3 separate regions of the Mus musculus genome follow, and all the other regions are linked to region 3. Evidence: chromatin contacts called from public HiChIP or PLAC-seq data. All regions are on one chromosome and are shown on one strand. The core of a region is the stretch at or near the end of the contact, and the rest is flanking DNA. Distances in the headings are between cores, read along the strand shown.

The links. HiChIP or PLAC-seq counts read pairs in DNA pulled down with a chosen protein or histone mark.
Region 1: a contact with region 3 is called in a CTCF HiChIP or PLAC-seq map of the NIH/3T3 cell line, with 5 read pairs. The contact joins two enhancer-like sites.
Region 2: an H3K27ac HiChIP or PLAC-seq map of embryonic stem cells shows a contact between it and region 3, with 5 read pairs. The contact joins the promoter of Ptgr1 here to the enhancer-like site in region 3. A contact is called at or near these places in 4 of 39 promoter capture datasets (the C10 cell line, hematopoietic stem and progenitor cells, liver and 1 more) and 2 of 115 datasets of contacts at active chromatin or transcription factors (embryonic stem cells and large pre-B cells).

The regions. Positions count from the first base shown.
Region 1 is chr4:59,755,418-59,758,117 of GRCm38.p6, forward strand. It overlaps a transcript of E130308A19Rik not described here. Among named protein-coding and RNA genes, the nearest start is that of Inip, 27 kb to the right of the region's middle. Within about 2 kb of position 1,369, at least 54 of the 459 cell types and tissues checked have an H3K27ac peak or open chromatin away from gene starts, as enhancers often do. A contact at or near this core is called in the NIH/3T3 cell line, where this site is marked.
Region 2 is chr4:58,985,795-58,988,494 of GRCm38.p6, forward strand. Ptgr1 (prostaglandin reductase 1) reads right to left here and starts at 1,284. Exons shown (of 10, transcript NM_025968.3): 1 at 1,244-1,284.
Region 3 is chr4:59,451,321-59,454,020 of GRCm38.p6, forward strand. No RefSeq gene overlaps it. Among named protein-coding and RNA genes, the nearest start is that of Susd1, 14 kb to the left of the region's middle. Within about 2 kb of position 1,336, at least 65 of the 459 cell types and tissues checked have an H3K27ac peak or open chromatin away from gene starts, as enhancers often do. A contact at or near this core is called in the NIH/3T3 cell line, embryonic stem cells, hematopoietic stem and progenitor cells and 1 more, where this site is marked.

The DNA.
Region 1 (2,700 bases), core at 119-2,618, 300 kb after region 3:
AGTCAGCTCTGTGCCGGTGCCACAGAAGGGATGCAGCAAGCTCCAGCTGGTCTCCACTCACCTTTGGGTTTCTGTGCTCCACAGCTGGCATGGTTATCAAGAGCTTTACGTTTGAGCTGGGGCAGCGGCTCAATGGCAGAATGCTTGCCTCGCCGAAGGTGCAAGAGCTTGGGGTCCATTCCCAGCACTAAAACATTCTTTCCCTAGTTAACCTAGATGCAAGTTGCCTCTGAGCCCTGCATCTGTGTTCTGAGAGGACCCTTAGATCTTGGGTGAGATCATTCCTCAACACCTTTTGTACTGCTCTAACAGGAGGGGAGGTAGGCAGAGTGGCACACACCTGCAGTCTCAGCATTCAGGAAACTGAGGCAGGAGGTTTACTATGAGTTGAGGGCCAACCTAGGCTACCCAGTGAGTTTTAAGTCATCTTGGGCTACCGAATGAGACTCTGTCCCCCAAACACTTAACATTCATTAATTAGAGGACTAGAGCTATTCTTCAGAGGACTTGGGTTCCACTCTAAACACCCACGTGGCAGTCCACAGTCTGCATCTGACACCCCCTTTTGGCCCCTACAGGCACTAGGCACAAACATAGAGGACAAACATACATGCAGGTAAAACACCCACACACATAAACGATAAATAAATTGCAGTTGTAGGTGCTACCTCCCTATTGCCCCAGGCCTCTCTCCGGGGAATGGTTTGCCAGGTAATAGGTTATCAGCAGGAGATCCCACTGGACACGAAGAGGTTGGCATTCAGCTGTATCTTAGGCATGCAATGAGTTTTCTTTCTTTCTAATTAAAAATGTCAGTAACATGCTTCACTTATTTCCTCCATTGCTGAGATTCTGTTCCTTACATTGTAAACTTGAAGAGGAAACCAAACCTGATAATGTGGTCCAGTGAGCACACCCATGCCTGTGAATTCTACCTCCAGCACAACCAAGCCTGATACCTCACACAAGCAAAAACAAGAGAAGGAAGACCAGAGGGGTCTTCAGAGGCCACAGTTTTTCCATTGTTTTCTGTGTTTTAAAACAGATGCTGTATCTAACCAAAGCTGTGAAAGAAATGTTCTCTTTGGTCAAGTGACATGGTCCCCATTCCTTGGATTCTGTTCTACTTTGTCAGCTGAGACCCATAAATGGCGTTTGGGAAAAAAATGTGAAATTCTATTACCTTTTGCATTAATTCATCTTATTAAAAGCGTAAAGCATTTCGGCATGTTCAGAGACACACCATTAAGATCTGAACAAGATAGTATTTATGTGGAAACTGAAATGTCCTGACAGATCCTGGGCGATGATTCACGGCTCACTTGGCAGCCAGCTTCTGCTGGCACCACCCTCAGCTCTGCTATGGTATCTATCTCTCGGCTGGCTCATCTCCAGGGTTCACGAGTCACACTGCTAGTCTAGAATTTCTCAGTATGCTACCATGCCTTCTTGAGAGATCTTTTTTTTTTTTTTCTAATTTCCAGGTTTCCAGTTTCTAAAGTTAATTTGTTATCTCTAGACAACATTGCTAATTTTGTCGGTTGAAGCTAAAGGTGGCCATATTGTTACCACTCAAATGAACAAAATGGTTATATCTCATCCTTTCAAGTATCCATCTTTTATGAGACACTGATTACTCTTTAAGGGGGGTGAGGGCGAGCTTACTTTATGTATGGAAAATGCAAACTAGTAAGACCTCAAGGAAGTTGGCTGATTTGCCCTAGACAAGCTCTGCTGTAGTCTAAGCTAAGGCTGAGCCTGTTGTGGTGCTGCTCACAGACAGCTGTGAACAGAACACAGTAAAAATTTCAATTTTGTGTCCAGTTTAAGAAATTTCACTTCTTCACAACAAAAATTGAATTCTTTGTCAAAAGAAAAACATTGTATTGCTTCAGCCTTGTTCCTAAGATGTCCCTTGTGTTTGTCTATATAAGCGAGTCCATTTAAACTAACTGTGGTTGTGCACACCTGGAACCTCAGCTCTTGGGATCTGAGTTGGGGGATTGCAAGTTCAAGGCTAGCCCGAGCTACACAGCAAGTGCTTGTCTCAAATAAATAAGTAAAACATAAAGAAAAGCCGACTGGTGGGAACTAGATACCCCTCCTCTCTGAGAGGCCAGGAGAAGGCCAATGAGAAATATCCTTAAGCCACGTTTTGACTGTTGCCCACGGTAGTCTGAGCATGTCTGGCTCTGTGCCTACCGTCCTGGAGATTTTCCTCAAGTTGCTCATTACAGTCATGCTGCATTTAACCCAAGTTTCTCATGACTCAGCTACTGCAGCAATGGAAATGCTTAAGAGCACCCCACCCCCCAAAGAAAGAGTGTCTAATTTGTTGGTAAGCACATAGTAACCCCATCAATACTCATACTGACTACATAGCTTCCTCCTCTCCACTGAAAGGGAAAATAGCTCCGAAGCCTCATCGAATGAGGCTGATAGAGCGAGCGACTTACTACTGCATCCACCCACTTTTCAAATGAAGACCCAAGTCTGACCGGTCAGCACTGGGAAGGACACCCCTGGGCTGCCTAGTTCCCTTAACCTTCACAATGGCTCTGCAGAGTGTGTCTAATTATTCCCAGGTAGTTGTTAAGCAACCAAGACTCAGATAAGTTGCTTTAACTTCCCAAATTCCTACAGAGCTAGTAAGCTGGATAAAGTAAACCAACATCACTTCCTGATTCCAAATCCCACGCT
Region 2 (2,700 bases), core at 34-2,533, 470 kb before region 3:
TAACATACCCATCGCCTTCTTTAGCTTCTATTTTCATGAGAAATAATCTGCTTGGTTTGAACTATTATTATTATTATTATATATCATTATTGTTTAAAGAGCCACACTCATGTTTCTGTACCCTTTCACAAATACTTTTAGCCCTTTTCAGCCTCTAATAACTATCATTTCACCCCATATTCATGAGTTCAACTTGTTTTTCTTTTTCTTAGATTTTTGTTTTGGTTTGGTTTAGTTTTTCTGAGACAGAGTTTTTCTGTATAGCCTTGGCTGTCCTGGAATTCACTCTGTAGACCAAGCTGGCCTCGAACTCAGAAATCCGCCTGCCTCTGCCTCCCAAGTGCTGGGACTAAAGGATGTGCCACCACTGCCCAGCTCAACTTGTTTTTCTGATTACAGCGCCCGTCTGTGTAGCCAAGGCTGGCCTTGAACTCACTATAGCAGAAGCTATCTTGGAACCTTCCATCCTCTTGCTTCTACATGCCAAGATATAACAGGCATGCTCGCTCAGGTTTAATCTAGTTTACTGTTATTACTAGTTCGTGTGTACATGATGCAGGTGTGTGGGTGAGGGCGCTTGCGTGTCACCGAGAGCCTAAAGCGACTTCAGGAGTGGGTTCCCGCCTTCCACCCGTGGTTTCAGGGATCGAACTCAAGTCATGGGACTTGTGTGATAAGCACTTTCACACGCGGAGACATCTATTTCACAGGCGGGTTTCCCTTGTGTTTTAAGAATACATAATTCCGTCTCTTTTTCCAAAAAGGCAGCGCCTGGTCCTTCTGAAGTCGCCACAGGTCTAGTAGGTCCCCCTTGCAAAGGGTCCTCTCCGTACATGGCCTGACTTGCAAGTGTAGCTTTCACTGCGCATGCGCAAATCCCCACCCCTGTCTTCTCTTTTGAATCAGTTTGGCAATCCTGCAAACTCTGTTGCCCAGGCCTTCCTGGGTGCTGGCAGTCGCGCTCCATGCACCCACAACGGAACAGGCAGCCAGACTTTGCCCTATTCCTAGTGCGGGTCTCAATCTCTTCAAGGGCGTGCAGGACCGCGAGACGACCCCGGCCTCCCTAACTTCCTAAGTGCAGAACCCAGGAGTCGCCGAGTACCGGTGGGGTGGATTGGGGGTGCCTGCCGTGCTCACTTGCTCAACCAGGCTCTAGATGCTCGGCGGGGAGAAAGAAGGGGTTGGAGGAGGGAAGAGAGAAAAGAGAGGGCTCAAATAGAGTAGTGTAGAGTCTACTTACACAAGCTCACAGAAACTCCTTCCCGGGAGACCGCTCTGAATGCTTCGCAAAGCGCCCAGGACTTGACTTATACTGGGCGGTCGGTGAGGGCGGGGCTTCTCCAGGGAGGGGCAACTTCTGGAAGCTTTGGAGCTTCTGCCCACACACAGCAGGGAAGGGACATTGGGAGGGGTGTGTGTGTGTGTTTAAATATTTTTTTTCTTTTTTGCTTAAGTTCACAATTTATGTTTGCATCAGAAGCAAAGAAAACAAGAAACTACTACACAGTTAATTCAGGAAAAATCCTACCACCTCTGGCCAGCATTAGTTAAGCCAGCTGCTGCTGCTGACTACTTCCTGTCGTGAGGCCGGTGCTAGGTTCTCTGAAACCTTAACAAAGAAGGTGTGCAGTCATGGCATCTAAAAATATATTTCGTAAAGAATAAGGTGAAATAAAATGTAGTTGTGGCAGTGGGGAGATGGAGTCTGCATTGCTTGCTTCCAGCAGCCTGGTGTCCCCAGATCAAGAATCCCGTTCAGGTTAAGTCCCAAAGACAGCTAGTTTATTAATGGTGAGGGAAAACACTTGCTTTCGATGTAAGGATGTAAGCAGAACATTTAGAAATCTATGCTCCCGGGCAATGCCTAAGTCACAGCGCTCAAAGAATATAATTTGCACCTAAGCTTAACTATGGAAGGGGGTGGGGTGCAAGCTGGTTTACTCTGTCCTAAAGACCGCCCTTCTGTAAAGGAAACGTTAGGGAGGCTTCCTGAGGACCGTTGCTCAGGCTCACGGCAGAGAGAGCACCCAGTTCATTAAAAAAAAAAAACAAAAACAAAAAAACAAAAAAACTCTTAAGTCACAAACATTCGTTGAACAATCTTGCTTGAGGTGATGGGCTCAGAACCCCCCCCCCCCCCACCACCACCACCTTCTCCTTAGGCGACCTTGACCTTTTATCTTGGAGTTTCTGATCCCCATAGGGAACCTACCCAGGTTTTTGAGCGATCAGCTTCTCTCCCTTCCTGTCCCTCTTATTTTCCATCTTTGTGTCTCACCTTAGGACCAGCCTGTGGGAGAATGGGTGCCAGATCTCAGCGACTTGTTCATTGATGGGTCACCAAGACTCAGGCTAACTTCCTAAGCCATGCCATAGTGCAAAAATGTTTTAACTCTTTAGTCGCCATCACCCCTTCTTTAGTCTCCGTCTTCTTTTCGTCTTCTTTGAATCCACGGTTTTTACTGTCACTGACTGCTTTTCATTCCTTTGCTCTGGTCATTCAGGAATACATAGAAAGGACTTTTCTGGTTTTTAACCAAATTGGAGTCCTTCTATTTCTTTGTTTACTTATGTGTTCATTTGGTTGAACCCCAGGCCTCACAGATGTCCAGTCTGTACTCTGCCACTGAGCTGTGTCCCCAGCCTCGAGGTTTTTTGGAAGGGGTGAGGGAAGTCTGATTTAATGTCACAGACATC
Region 3 (2,700 bases), core at 86-2,585:
GTCTCTTCAAAGCAATAGAAACCCTAAATAAGGCAGTACCCAACCTTTTTAAGCTAGTTTTAGTGGGGAAACTGAGGTATAAGGGTGATAAAGCACATAGAGAAAAGGACAGGAGACATTTCCCCAAGGGGCTCCAATCCCCTACACTGTAATCTGTCCCCAAGTCTTATATTTCTTTGCTAGTGTTCCATGAGAAACTCTTTTCATAAGATGAGTTAAGAATTTTTGCTTAGGCTAGTACAACTGAGATCCTTTTACTTGCCAGAGAGGGAGAGCTGGTCCCACACCTTGCTGGCTGTAGCCCTCAGCAGAGTGGGCCCTGCACCTCACCTGGGTAGAGCTGGCCCCAGTAGTATGAGTATGGGTGAGTGGGCCTCAAATTCTTGAGAATGGGAATGCTGGCCATGCCCCTAGCTGGCTGAGGGAATGGGTGAACTAGCCAGGGCAGTGCTAGAGTGTTCACCCTGGTGATGTGGGTGGAGGAGAGAGCTGGAGGCTGACCAATTCACCTACCACCCAGGCCCAGATCCAAGGCTTTGAGTTGGCCCACCCCAACATCTACCCCATCTATGAACTGCTGGAGTGTGTGAAGGGTCCAGTCCTGCAGCTCCAAAGCTGCAGGATCTTCATGACACAAGGCAATGACTAGATCCAGATGAGGATCCAGTACTGTTAATGTAGCAGAAGCCAGGGCTTTGTACCAGACCAATAACTCATTACAATGAACATTTCCAAGTAAATGTGACTGTGGCTAGCATACTGCAGATTCCATGATGAGATTTTGCTGTTTGCTGGTGTTTGTTTTTATTGTTGTTCTTTTGTTTTGTTTTTATTTTTATTTTTTTATTTCTTTCGGGGGAGGTTGCAAGGGCTGTGGAGGTTGTCTCAAGGTATCTTAGTTAGGGTTTCATTGTTGTGAAGAGATGACCAAGACAACTTTTATAAAGAAAACATTTAACTGGGGCTGGCTTACAGTTCAGAGGTTTAGTCCATTGTTGTCATGGTAGGAAGCATGGCAGCCTGCAGGCCAATATGGTGCTGGAAAAGGAGCTGACAGTTCTATACTTTGATCTGCAGGTAGCAGAAGGAGACTGTGTCTGTCACACTGGGTGTAACTTGAGCCTATATGACCTCAAAGCCCACCTTCACAGTGACATACTTTGTCTAATAAGGCCACTCCTTCTCATAGTGCCAGTTTTATGACCAAGCATTCGAACACAAGAATCTGTGGGGCCCACACCTATTCAAACCTCCACAGGTACCAGCAGCCTATGAGATTCCTTAGCACCAGCTGTGTGAAGTGACTCGTCTGTCTTGGCCTGGAATGATGCAACATTCTGAAATCTCGCTTGCATTCTAAGAAACCGAAACCTTTGCTGAATCTCTCAGCCAGAGTTAATAGTACACCCGGGAGTCACTTAAAACTTGACTACCACCGGACTGTGTACTCAAACTGTTTCACTTGCCTTTAAGAGAGCAAAGCCATAACTAACCTTACTGACCTTGGATTTCCCGTGTCATCAACTTTTACAACCTCAGCCAATGCAGAGTGGTTTCTTAGACTACACACTCTTCCACGCCCCTGACACAGATAATGCATGTGTATCATTTGTTTGACAGCAGCAAACACAGAAGTTGAAAGCAATTTGCTGAAATCTATCAGAAAGGTTGAAAGTACCCTTTATGGAAAAGTGGCTAACAGTGACTGTTGTCTGGGTCAGTTGGGATCAACTGGAACCAGTGATTTATACCCTTGTAAACTTTGTTAAAGATTTGCAAACTGTCCTGTTCCTTCCCCCATGAGATGCTTTCTATGATGACCAATCAATATAAAGTGAAGCCCTTTGTGAGGGACAGACACCACCCACACACAGATACATCCAGGTCCAACAAGAGACAGAGACACAAGGATACACACAGACAGACACAGGGACAAACAGATTCATAAAACAGCCTTCCGGTAGGAGATTCAGATCATACCACACAGAGACAGAGGATGGAAGACACAGGGAGCATGAAGCAGAGAGTTCAAATCCGGATGCTCTCTTGGTTAGGAGTTCAGTAGGATGCTTTTATTCCTTTCCTTACTGTAATGCCAATGCATTGTTGGTGGCCTGGAGTTAATTACTACTGTGTTATTACCCACACATTGACCTTTCCAGCCTGTCTTGAGTGGTCAGCTTGATAACTTGGATAAAAGACAAATGGTCTCCTGGTCCCAAATGTTTGATGATGACTTATCACTGTTGTACTGTGGATGGGTGGGGGGGTGTCTACAAATGAGGATATACCAACTGGTAAATATGAAACACAGCATTGTTCACTAAAGCCTTCAATACCTTCCTATACCATACTGGCTTCTCTGTAATTTGCTCAATTTTCCTTCTGCATTTCTCTTCCAAAGCGCCCAACGATCATGGTTGGCCCTTAGGGGTGTCTGTTTCATTAGATTATAAACTGCAAAAGGCGTGAGGATGTGTCATGATGCTAGTTAACTTTGCCAATCTGTGACCAAATACTTGACAGAGTAACTCACAACCAGGATTTGCTTTTCTCACAACTTCAAGTCTACTCCGAAGTTGCTTGGTCCTGACCTCAGGCATAACATCATGACAGCAACAGCTCTCACCTCATGAAAACAGGGAGCAGAGACAATAAGAGAGACATAGTTGAAACCTTCAAAGGCAGGCCTCCAGGAAC